Regions from separate parts of the Sorghum bicolor genome. Here region 1 is linked to region 2. The links are chromatin contacts, called in public HiCAR-type maps. All regions are on one chromosome and are shown on one strand. Each heading gives the region's core, a stretch centred on a gene start, on an enhancer-like site or on the middle of the called end of the contact. The rest is flanking DNA. Distances are from core to core; before and after follow the strand shown.

The links. HiCAR-type assays count read pairs that join an accessible place to other places.
Region 1: a HiCAR-type map of leaf shows a contact between it and region 2, with 5 times the contacts expected there. The contact joins the promoter of LOC8062700 here to the promoter of LOC110430546 in region 2. A contact is called at or near these places in 1 of 4 Hi-C or Micro-C datasets (leaf) and 1 of 1 datasets of contacts at active chromatin or transcription factors (leaf).

What each region holds. Positions count from the first base shown.
Region 1 is chr9:45,477,493-45,483,900 of Sorghum_bicolor_NCBIv3, reverse strand. It overlaps LOC8062700 (beta-glucosidase 20), which reads right to left and starts at 2,214. Exons shown (of 13, transcript XM_002439617.2): 1 at 1,973-2,214; 2 at 1,785-1,848; 3 at 1,458-1,516; 4 at 1,226-1,301; 5 at 1,051-1,122; 6 at 880-967; 7 at 539-794; 8 at 329-444; 9 at 33-253. The coding sequence starts at 2,110.
Region 2 is chr9:45,333,493-45,340,176 of Sorghum_bicolor_NCBIv3, reverse strand. It overlaps LOC110430546 (serine/arginine-rich-splicing factor SR34-like), which reads right to left and starts at 3,262. Exons shown (of 15, transcript XR_002447893.1): 1 at 3,123-3,262; 2 at 2,749-2,840; 3 at 2,152-2,217; 4 at 1,727-1,801; 5 at 1,541-1,643; 6 at 1,406-1,452; 7 at 1,279-1,336; 8 at 1,080-1,129; 9 at 819-875; 10 at 562-701; 11 at 435-476; 12 at 1-111. It overlaps LOC8077903 (chaperone protein dnaJ 49), which reads left to right and starts at 3,342. Exons shown (of 3, transcript XM_002440930.2): 1 at 3,342-3,486; 2 at 4,022-5,238; 3 at 5,990-6,591. The coding sequence starts at 4,071. The coding sequence ends at 5,171.

The DNA of each region.
Region 1 (6,408 bases), core at 965-3,464, 140 kb before region 2:
ACATACATACAGAAGTTTACAGCAGCTTTAACCTCTGAACAAAGCTCCAACGTCAGCAGCTTGATCTCGCACAGGCATCTTTGACGCATCAGGATTGTTGCTCGCATATATGGAGCTGTAGTGATTCAGTCCAATGAAGTCAAATGCGCCGGTAACAAGCTCGGATTCATAGCTGGAGAAGGACGGAAGGCGGGCACCGGCAGCCTTCTTCATGCTCTCCGGGTAGTCTCCAAATAAGAAAGGGTTCAGGATGCTGCAGTTGAAGCACTATTAGTTGTGGGTGGCTGGGTGCTATCACACAGTTCATGAAAAAGAGAGGTTAACATACCTGCCAAACAAGAAGTCGTTGGCTCTTTCCGTTGCCTGGATATCTTCAGCTAAATCTGTCAATGAGTAGATGCACAAGGAGTAGAGGTTTATGCCCACAACGCCCTTCCGCACAGCCTGAAGGCGAAGAACAAGGCTCATGTGTGATGTCAAGAAAGTTGAGCAGAAACACAAGGCTCCGAAGGGAATGAAAATTCATGGCAAAACCGACTTGGTACTTCTCCCGGTATAGCCTGACAACCGAGGAGTGAGCTAGCAGATTGTAGTGTAGAAACAGGTAAGGCTCCACGGTGGAGTTGCCAGCTGTGCAATCATGCCCAAATGGATATGAACAACGTCCAGGGGCCACAATTCCAATATCATAGGAACCTTGAGCAATGATGTTTGGTTCCATCATAGTTGTCCAGTGTGCCACCCTATCGCCAAACTCGCGAAAACAAACGTCCGCATATGCTGTGAAGTCGTCTCTGCATATGTTTGGTTCCATCATGGTCATTTTTCAACGTTATTTTTTCTTTATCTGGTTTGCATAAAGTAAGAGAAGCAACTTACACAATTCTGGGGCTCAGCCATCCATTGTACTCATCCTCAAGAATTTGGGGGAGGTCTAGATGGTAAAGGGCAGCATGTACCTGAATACCTGAACAAGGATTTGGAAAACAATGATTCAGTGAGACAGTGACAAACACAAGTTCTAAACAAATGCAGCGTAGTGTAACTCACCTTCTTTCACTAGCTCATTTATCATATCGTTGTAGAACTGCAGCCCTTTTGGGTTCACTGCTCCTCTCCCATCTACATGACCCCAAGGTTAAAAGTAGTAAAAATGGAAAATCCAGAACTTCTAGCTACTACGCAAAATGAAAAATTGAAATCATGAGTTTAGTTGCACACTGACTAGGAATTAGTCTTGACCAAGATATGGTGAACCTGTAAGCCTTCAGGCCTATGTCTTTCATTAGCTTTACATCCTCCTGAATGAAAATATCAAGAAAAGATGCAAGAGGTATTCCAACTTACAATCGACTTAAGTAGCGACTAATAATTTCTCTGAAAGATTTCTTCTTAATAAAATACGAGTCAACAGACACATTCTCGAAAAAATATTTTCTCTGAAAGAGTGGCCACACCTTATACTTGTGATAACCATCAGCAGCAAAATCACCACTGTGCTCATTCGGGTTTCTTGCTATTGCATTAGCACAGTATATATAGTCAGCACACAAATGGAATACAAAATTGAGAATTAACCATGAGTTCAGAAGTAGTAATGTTTACACTTCTTGTAACTGTTGAATATGAAATCTAGCAAGACCAAAGATCATCAAGAGCATGTGAAATCTGAGCTCTTGATTGCAGCATTAACAGTTATTACCAATACACCATTAGAACAAACCAGAATCGCACTAATGCATAAAATCCCCACCGTGATGAGGTCTGAAAAAGCAATTGACTACCTGAGTGAGCATAAGTGTTCCAAATGCTTGGGCTCTTCCCATCCTCATCCACTGCACCCTCATACTGCCCCCAAACATATACGGAAAAAAAATGAGGCCAACTGAAACCTCTTTACCCTGTTTGATCCAAACTAAGAGGTACTAATAATACCGAAAATTGTAAATTGGGAGCATGTTCTTTAGTGTACCTGAAAAGCTGCAGTCCCAGCTCCAAACGCAAATCCGTCAGGGAAGTCATCCACTGTGAAACGGAACGCCGTTACATCGTGTGATGGAAGCAGCAGCTGCAGCAGCCATGGCAAGAAAAGCAGCAAGCGTCCCCCCATTGCTTTGTTCTCCTGAAAGCATGCGCGTACGGAGGGCTTCTTATGTGTGGCGTTGGATCATTCGATGCTGCTGGCCTGCTGCACGGATTGCAAACCGCCAAACCTGCGACAGGTGTACTGAACGTGGCCAGGAATATTTCACACCATGACCCCAGACATTAGCAAAGGTTTTTTCTAAAAAATAGATAAGTTTCCAAACTTTTTTTTTAGATGAAGGAATAAATTAATTGTCGTGCATCAACCAAACAAAGCCATAGAAAAAAATGTTATGCAGGATGCAGACTTAGCTCATTATTACCCCGTATCAACATTTGCTGATAGATTGAAATCAGTAAATAACCAGTTATATAAGATAAAAAGGTATTCCATCACATAACCTGTTACAAAAGTTTCGATGGCGTCTCGCAAAAAAAAAAAAGTTTCGATGACCAACGCACCCAAAGGTTGACGTGGCACATCATGTCCTCTCTGTATTCTGTCTTTTTTTTTAACAATCTCTATGTGCCCTTGGAGAACACATATATTAAAGATGTGAATATATATAAAAAAACTATTATCACTGTCATTACCCAATCACCAAACATGTATAGAGGTTCCATACATTATAGGATCTATCTTTTCTTTTGAACGCATATTAAGGTAGATAAATTATCACTATGTCATTAATCAAATAAGGGCTTCCGGTTAGTAATATTAATATATGTGTTGTCATCATTTTCATTGTATGTCTTTAAATCTTCATTATGTATTAAGCCTAAATTATATCAGCTCTTATTTCATGCCTTTTGTGATATCTGAAAGGTCCAAATGGCTAGAGAGGGGTGAATAGCCTATTTAAAAAATTCTACAAACTTCAACTAGACAAGTTGATTAGTAAAACAAAAGGTGAAGCTATTCTAGCACTAGCACAACTAAGCTATGGAAGCCACCTACACAAGTGTAGCAAGAAAGCAAAACACTGGTTACAACAAGAAAACACAACTAGAAGCTTGCTACACTCCTAAACAAGATAGCTAAGCTACACAACTAGCAAGGTATGCACATAAGTAAAGGAGAGGGGAGTGATTGTTATACCAACGTTGTAGAGTAGAAGTATATCCAATCAATCACGTGCACAATCACAAGAGAGACCTCGGCAAGAGATGACACAAGATTTTTTACCGAGGTTCACTTGCTTCCCTGCATGCTACTCCTCATTGTGGCGATACACCCACTTAATGGATCACGAGCTAATTGGCAATCCAAAGCCAAACCCTCAGCGGGTGCCACACATCCACTCACAAGATGGGGATCCTCCAAGCCACGAGCAATCCACTAGAGTAGCCAATTGCGATCTCCCGTGGGGAAGGCTCAAGAACCCCTCATAAATCACTTGGTGAGGCTCGAAATAATCTCCAATCACGAGCTCAACACCACCGCTGCTCCAAGCCGTCTAGGGCGTCGGGAAACACCCAAGAGTAACAAGAAATCGGCAGCAAACTCAAGAATCAAGTGCCACTAAATGCAACTCTCAAAGCAATGCACTTGAATCTCACTCAATCTCACTAGGATTAGCAATCAAGCAAGGAGATGAGTGGAGAGAGTGTTCTCTAGCTCATTGTATGCCTCAAGTAATCAAATGTGCAAGAGAAAACCTCCTAAAGCCGGCCACCTCCTATTTATAAGCCCCCTCAACAAATAGAGTCGCTGGCTCTTTTCACTGGGCTGAAAACGGGGGCACCGGACGCTACCAAGTGAGCACCGGACGCTCGACCCCCTGCGTCCGGTGCACTGGGGTTGGCCACGTGTCCTTCTTGAAACTTGCGCGTCAGTCTCTAACGGCTACCTGCAAAGCACCGGACGCTCTGCAGGTCCACACCGGACGGATCCGGTGCACACTGGACTAAAACTCAGGGAGGTATGCAAAACCTCGAGGTCACCAGACGTGAGCCACCGGACGCACCCTGAGCGTCCGGTGCTCACCGGACTTAAACTCAGAGAGGGTCGCCAAAACGCCCACACATCGGACGCTGAGCACCGGACTCACTCCGGTGCATCCAGTGCACTCTGCTACACCCGACAGTACACCGGACGCTAAAGGCCAGCGTCCGGTGCCTCCGCGCAGTGCGTCCGGTGAGTGTTTCTCACTGAAAAACACTCTCGCGACTTCTCCAAATTTCCCACCGGCGCAATGGAAAATATACACTTATTTTTCTCAAAAACTCCGAATCCCCAAACCCCTCTCAACCCTAGGAACTCCACCTCCTTTGTAAATGTGCTAACACCAACAAGTGTCCACCACCAAGGTGCATGTGTGTTAGCTTTTCACAAACATTTTTACCCAAAGGAGTTAAGTTAGCACTTTACTAGATCCTAATTGTCGGCGTCAAGACTCGTGGTCTAGACACAAACGAGTATAAGTATGCATGACTACCTAAACCTGGATGGTGATGCAAGTGAAACATAGAGGATTTATACTGGTTCTGGCTAGGGATGCCCTACGTCTAGTGAGATCGGGGGTCTGTATTTCCTTGCACCCAAAGGTGCTTGTAGTAGGGGTGTACAAGCAGGTTGCGAGAGAGGGCTAAGTCCCAGGTCTCGACTTTGTGTGGTGGACAGAGCGCTAGTTGTTAATTGTTGGTGAACCTGTCTTGGCTAGGAGCCCTGGCTCCCCTTTTATAGCCTCAAGGGGAGGCAGAGTTTTACATGAGTGATTGGGGAATTTCCCTGCTGAGAGGTGGATCCACAGTCCCGACCCTATAGAGACTTGTCCATCCCGTCCTCGAGGCATGGTTAACAGCATGGCTGCTCCTGTGGAAGGTTATTGAGCCCTGTTGAAGTCGTGGGGGTCGGGTCAGCGATACTGCAGCCTGTCATGTTAACAGTGAGAGAAGACAATAAATAGTGATGGTGATTAACCTCTCCCATTCTTCTTTTACTGTGAGGCGGTACATCACAGTAAAAGAGGTAAGGATGGACAGTGAAAGAGGTAAGGCTGCAGTGTCCAGGGTGGTTGGAATTGTTGCCACCATGCCCTGCTGCGATATGGGGGTCATTGCGCCTGTCACGTCATGGGTACGGGCGCCGTGCGTTGGAAGCCTTGCTCTGGTTGGGCGAAGGGGCGTTGGCGCCCGAGCCCTAGAGGGGTCGGGCGAGACAGAACTTACGCCCGAGGCCAAGAGGGTCGGGCGAGGCGGTGTCTGCGCTCGAGCCCCAGGGGGGATCGGGCGAGACGGAACTCGCGCCCGAGGCCAAGGGGTCGGGCGAGCCATGATTTGGGCCCGAGATCGAGGAGACAGATGTGCTGGGACCCGCGTCCTGGCGATGGTTGATGGGTTAGTTCGTCTTTTGCGTTTTTTATTGCTCTGACTTGGGTATCCCTTTTTATGGTACCCAACAGTAGCCCCCGAGCCTTTGAAGGGACTATTTTTTGTTGACTGGGAGCTTTTTTTCTTTACTTCCTCCGGAGGGTGCGCGCGAGCGCACCCGCCGGGTGTAGCCTCCGAGCCTTTTGGAAGAATGGTGTTATTCCTTCAAAGGCTTTTACCCCTGAGTGCTGTAGTCGGGAGTATCTGGGGGATAGGTTGCGTGTTCTTTACACGTAGTGCCTGTTCCCATGGTGCGAGGGAGCCCCCGAGCCCTTTCCCCGCAATGGTCAATCGGGTTCTTTCTCGTCTTATAATTACGTCCCTCATTCTTCCTTTCGCTCAGAGGAGGGGTGGGTCGCGTCGTACTACCCTCGATGGGCGAGTAGCGACGTTCCCCGGGAGCTGCAAGTGGGTAGATCCAAGTGGACGTCCGAGTCCCATTCGATAGGGGTCGGCTGGTGGCCCTATGGGCACGTCTCAAAATACCCGAGGGCAGTCACGGTGGATTTCGGAACCGTTCGCTAAGTTCTGAAGGCTCGGTGCCTCCCTCGATGGGATCCCACTCGCGTGACACCTGCATGGGTCTCGGATATGACTGGCAAAAATGCGCCGACCTTTTGAGGGGTTCGGACCATGGCCTCTATTGTGCTCATCTTCAGTCATCCCTCACTCGGTCATCCTGAGGCGACTGTTCGAACCTGTTTTGCAGGTCAGTCTCGCAACCTCTGGAATGTATGTGGCCATAGCCCGGGGATTTTTGGCCTCGAAAGGCTCTTTTGGGTTTGTGTGCAGTATCGAGGTTGGGCGAGACGGAATCCGCGCCCAACGGGAACCGCCTTGCGATTTTTGCTCGGGGTCAGCGAGGGGTCGGGCGAGACGGTATTCTGCGCCCAACGGAGACCGCCCAGCGACCTTGCTCAGCAGGGGGTCGAGCGCCGCTTGCCCTGGAAG
Region 2 (6,684 bases), core at 2,013-4,512:
CATACAGTGCATCACAATCCAGCTGACTATCCAACGTTCCAAACCATCATCATGTTCTCAATATTCCATTATCCTACCAATGCAATCCCCAGATCCTCACAATGCCCCAATCTAGTGAAGAAAAGAGCAAATCTTCAACAATGAAGAAATACAGTCACACACAATGTTACATGTTAATAATCAGATGCAGTGAAAACCCAAATTCATGTAATGAAAAATACAGCATCAACAAACATAATTTAAGCCATAAAGTACAATAACAGAAAGGAAAATTTCAAAACAAATCTAAAAAAACCTAGGCTACTGATATTTTTCCCCTGCAATTGTTAGATACCAATATCTTGAGTTACCATTAGTTTCTTGAAAACAGAAATTTCCCAAATTTCAAACCATTCAATCATTCAATAATCAATACCAAATTTAACTGTTCATACCTTGCTTTAACAGGTGATTTTGACTGAGAAGCAGATCTAGATCTGAATCAACAAAAAAAAATGAATGTTAATATCTTAGATGTGCCCTAGTCAACATTTGAGCATGAAGACAATTGAAAAAATATACCTTGGGCTCCTACTCTTGCTATAACTGCGGCTTCTACTTCTTGAGTATGAGCGGCTATGACTTCTGCTTCTTGACTTAGAGCGGCTACGGCTTCTGCCTCTGGAGCGAGAACGGCTGCGCCTAGCATCATACTCCCTCACCTATAGTAAGACAATTGATGAGAGCATGCTAATTTTCAGTTGAGAAGGTGAAACAAATGTGTCGATACAGCATCTGGGTACTGCTAATCAAAATCATCAGGACAAAAATGACCATACCCGGATATATGTCCTTGAAAAAGCATTACGGAACTCAGAATCATCTAGCTTCCTTATCTAAAAGTAACTAGTTGTCAGTACATATCTTCATGGAAATATGCAAGTATGCATGGAAAGGTACAAAGATTACACATATCATGAAATTTGTCATTTTCCAGTGATCAACCATATGAAAAAAAAAAAAAAAACTAAAAAAGTTTCCGATGACAGTGCATAACCTCTATTTTAAAGGGAAGATGAAGAGAACACTTTAAAACATACCGCATGTTTCATATCTTCATAGTTAGTATAATCAGCTATTCCAATAGTTGCTGCAGTCATAAACATAAAATTATGTACGAGCATTAATAGGCATTCCTTCTAAAATATGACATGGTACAGTTTGAATGACAGTCATGCTATCCAAAAGGTGAGCCTAATGTGTAATAAATTGATAACATCAGAACGTGTCAAAACTAACCTCCAGCCTCACGATACACATCAGTGAAACAGACATCACCAGCTCGCCGCATATGATCCTGAATGAAAGTAAAATTAAGGATTACAAGGCAAAAACAATAGCTAATGACCTCAGATCTTTAGCAAACCTTGAGATCTTGCCATGATGCTGAAGAAGGTAATCCAGTAACCATAACTGCATAATCAATGAACCAATACAGTAAGATCAGAGAGAGATTTCAAGTTGCTGAAGCTTTGAAATTTGGGAATAAAAAAATACAAACCACGGTAATCAGAACGTTTAGAGGCACCGCGTTGCCCAGCACTGCTATAGCTGCTAGATCGATCAAAAGAAGATGGGCCTCGTCCACCATGAGCTAATTCCACCTGGATATAAAGTATAAATAACATTAGAAGAATTCAGATAGCTATCATCTCTGTAACCAGGAGCTCTCTCAAGATCCACCTACCCGCAACCTATGGCCATCAAAGTTGTATCCATCACGGCCATATATTGCATCTTCAGCATCATGTGGATCCTCAAACTGCAAAATGCATCACTGTGTTGTTAGTCTTCCATCATCTTAGCCTGTCTGTGTTATAGGTTTTAGAGAATAATTTAGTAATCCTTGCTTAACATTTAATAGAGTACTTACCATTACTGATCTATTCCACGGTTATCATTGTTGTGTACATTAGACATGTTGGAACAATAAGCGTTTCAGGCAATATTCTTTTTAGTTATCTTAAAAGAAGGTATAAAACCTCCTAAAATATCACCACTGACAACACAAGGTTTGTGATAAAAAAAAAATATTGAACCAAGCACAAATTATGATTGTAAATCTAATGAGTACAAAATATCCTCATATCGAACGGACACCAGCCTACTTACCTCAACAAAAGCAAAACCAGGAGGCCTTGGTGGAATCTTCAAGTCAATTTCCACGATACGTCCATACTGTAGAAGCAGAAGGTAAAACATAAAATTAACATCTAGATGAAAGTGAATCAACCAAAGTAGAGATACAAACAAAAATTGACCATTCACAATCCACATTGCCTTCCCTCCCAGAGCTCCATCCATTGGACTAGATGGTGTTAGAAGGCAAAACACAGTTAGCAGTGGTGAAGTCCACAACGAACAGAACTTTAAATCATTGCCAAAATAGGTGGTGATTACACAGCGAAAACAAAATAAAAAAACAAGTACATGGTCCAACGCACAATTATAAAACTCAGAGCAAGATTCTATTGCGCTTCAAATATCAATATGAGCAAACCCTACACTACATCATAGGCATCTCTTCCACTTCAGCAATATTGAGCCACTTCTAAAGGCAACTATTCCCAACACTCATCTAATCTCCCCATATCATACCAACACTCCTCTAATCTCCCCATATCATACTCGCAGGCTTGACTGACACCACAACAACATCCCCACCGATCTAGCTTTCGACGATAAGCCCTGCAGTATATAGGGACTCACCTTGTAGAAGAGATCATCTACTTCCCTCTCGCGGATGTCGCCGGGGAGATTGCCCACGTAGATCGTACAGCCGTTCCGCCGGGTCATCGTTGCTGCAACAAGGATACTGAATCAGCCAGCAGTAGGGAACAATTCCAAGCAAACTGTTACGGATAAACTGCCGAACTGGTGCGGCATCACGGGAACAAGTCCACAACTACTAAAACCGAGTAATCCTGGCCAGGAACAAATCGAATTCTGGGCGCCGAAACGCCCGGGACGAGAAAAAATAATTGCAGAAGCAGCACCTGCTACGGGAACAGAATTGCACACTAGATTTCGACCGGGGGACTGCGGCTCCCGGCCGGGGCGGAGAGGGGTTCGCGTTGCCTCACCTGCGACGACTCGACGGCGGCGAGGAGCGAGGAGGGCTCGCGTCGAGGAGCTTCGGCGGATGCCGGCGCGAGGGTGCTGGTGCTGGGAATTGTGGATTGCTCGCTTTGGGATTCGCGCCCCGCCGTGGAATCTAGTGGCGGTTCGTGGATCCCTACCGGGCTGGGGATGGGCCTTTGCGGGCCCAGTCCAGAAGTAGCAGCAGCACCAGCCGCTCTCCCGATTTTATTTAATTAAAATATAGAAAATCTGAGGGTCTTAGCAGAAAAGTGCAGCGCCTTTCGCCGTGCCGTCTCCTCTCCTCCGAAGGCTTCCTTCCCCTCTCCGGTGGCGGGGGTGTGATCTTCCTCCCCTCGCTCTTATCCGGTGAGCTCCCTGATCCATCGGTCTCAAATCATCCCCAGCTTTCAAATATGCAAGTTTCCTCTCAGATTCGGTCGACGCGCGGCCGGTTCTTCTCGGTGACTTCGAGGTGTCGCGACACATCGAGGTTTAGGAGAGGATTGTTTAGGGATGGTATCGCCCTGTTTCTTGCATGTTGATGTCCTGTTTAGATGATGCGGAAGGCCGATGAGGGCATGCGGTCTTTCTCGGCTGGTTTATCCTATGATGTTGGTGTAGTTCTGAATTGATAAGGTGATCATTCTGTTTTATTAGGATGTGCATAACTCATGCGGCTATAGAGGATCCATCTAATATTTAGGCCCCCTTTGGAACGCCGGAAATTGTCCTGTTCCCTGCGTTTTTCCTATGAAATTGAACTAATTCCTGCGAAATTCCTGTAATGTTTTTGTAGATATCATTTTATCTCATGGCGATTGGTGTTCGTTAGCCAGTTTTATTAGATGGTAGTTTGTTTTGTTTTGTTTTGTTTTGTTAATCCAGTATTTTTGTTTCGTAGGTCATCAGTTTGAGGTTTTGGCCTATTTTACCCACAGCTGATTGGACTCATGGATGGGAACAAAGATGAGGCCTTGAGGTCTGTCAAGCTTGCAAAATCTGCATTTGCATCTGGGGATAGGCAGCGTGCAGAAAAATTAGTTAAAATTGCTCAAAGATTGGACCCGAGTCTTCCACTTGATGATTTGTTGAGCCCAGTTGAGAAGGTTGGCATCCTGAACAGTGCTACTTGCAAAGACAAGACTGGAAGAGGCCAAGCTCGTGTAGACCCCAAAACACCAAAAGAATCTGTTGGTCCTTTAAATGTTGATCAGGCTTACACTGAGGAGAATATTAGAGTGGTTCAGGATATCAGGAAAAAGAAGGATTACTATGCAGTTCTTGGTGTAGAGAGAAGATGCTCTGTGGAGGAAATTAGGAAGGCCTACAGGAGGTTATCACTGAAGGTTCATCCTGACAAGAACAAGGCTCCTGGGTCAGAGGATGCTTTCAAGTTGGTAAGCAAGGCTTTCAAGTGCCTAAGCAATGATCAGTCACGAAGGACTTATGATCAGACAGGCACCATTGAGGACCATGAATTCAATGAGCAATATCCCAATGTCATGAGGCGGGGAGCTGCTAGGCGGAGGAGGCCAGCAAGAAGTGGCTTCTATAACTACGAAGAAGATTTTGATCCTGATGAAATATTCAGGTCCTTCTTTTATGGCACCCATGATAATCTGTTCCATGCTCAGAATACCTACAGGGCTAGGGGAACAGGCAGGCAACAGCAACAGAGAAGGGAACATTCAATGCAGGGTAGTTCCGGCATAAATGTAACAGTGTTAATTCACCTTGTGGTGGTACTGTTCATTGTTTCGCTTGCATTTATTCCAGCGCGTCGGTCTGAGTACTCCCTTCAAAAGACATATTACTTTCCCATTTCAAGGGTCACTCAAAACCAAGGGGTGGAGTACTTTGTCAGCAAACAAGATTTTGATCAGCGGTTTCCACTGGGGAGTCAGTCTAGAGAGAATCTTGAACAGCATGTTTTGAAGGACTATAAGAGTTTACTTGGAAGATATTGCCATGTGGAACTCCAACGGCGCCAATGGGCCAAGGACTACCCTACACCTCACTGCGACGAGCTTAGGAGCCTGTCTGAGGCATGAAATGTGCATATGTGATTAGTTTGATCTCCCATTTTCGTCCATGGAAGAATATCACTCATATTTGCAGGTACTATTCAGTTTTTCCTGAACACAATTAAAAAAAATACTCAACCCTATGGACAGCCTCCCCAAGAAGAGCCTAAACAAAACAGGCTGAGAAAACCTCTCAAACCCGCCTTCACCCTATAGGGAAGCACCATAACCTTGGCCAATCACAACTTTCTGGGCTAGCAACCACTGCAACTACCCCCAGCTAGGAGGGCCCAAACCAACCGCAAGAGCCATAGACTGATGCCCTGCCACTCTTTTTTCTGGGTTGCCAGTGAGGGGATTTTTTTGCTCTATGTTCTGATTTGTAAATCCGAGCAATTTTTTTTCAAGTTTCCTCTTAGCCTCAAAGTATAGCCAGGACATGTACAGAAGACAACTACCTGTTGTTTTAAGTATGACATTTTGACTCTTAGGAGGAGGAGGAGGAGGGGGGGGGGGGGGGGGGGAGCAGTTGAGTGCAACTCAGTTTGATTTGAATGCCTTATTCTAGTAGCATAATGTTGAGCTAGGCTGCCTGCCTTTCTTCAACATATTAAGCTTCTAGCTTCTAGGTGATGTTGTTAGTTAATGGAAGTCAGTGAAACATTTAAAACCTGAGCACTTCATTTGATCTAACAGTTTGTTTATATCGTTAGACAATTTGTTTGTGTGATCAACTCATATGTGGTCATTTATATTGATCATTTCACACTGAACTTAGTTTTGGTCTCCTTCTGAATGTGTCTCACACATGTTTTGTTTTCTTGCGTCTTTGTTGGATGATGCAGGTGCAACATAGGAAATTGTTTCGAGCAAAAGGAAGAGCACGGTTTCTCTAGTCCGTCTGGTTGTGATTTGACAACCAATAACTGGACAGTAGTGCTGTGTTATAACAGTAAAATCATATATGTTTATAATTCACAAAATTATATGTGTTTATGCAATTGATACTATTCGCTTGGTTGATAAGCCATGGCTGAAAGTACATAAGCTCAAGCGAACATAGCGCCAGAGCATAAAAGCCTTGTTTACATGAAGAGATGGCTGGTGACCAACCGATTGAAGTGGCGGTGTACGTGGCCATGGTTCACGTTGTTGCAGATGCAGCACACCTCACACCTCCGATGTAGCTACGGATGCCCGCACTTTACTGTAAAATTCTTTCAAAGGCAAATGTAACTGTGGGATACTTGTGGCACTTTGATGCTTCTGGTTGTGCTCCGTTAATCGTTTTTTTAGGAAACACTGGGCTCGTTCCCTACTGTTTATATATACTGATGACTCCATCCCATCAAGAATGTACTTGTAGCTACAGTGCTAACTCGAACAATCTTCTCTGACATTTTTAAAAACATACTAATATGATATCGGATAAGTATCATTTGATTTATTATGAAATATACATATTTATACTTATTTTAAACCAGAATTGTTTGATCTGGACATGTTATTATATTTAAATGTGTAGCAAAATGGAATGTAC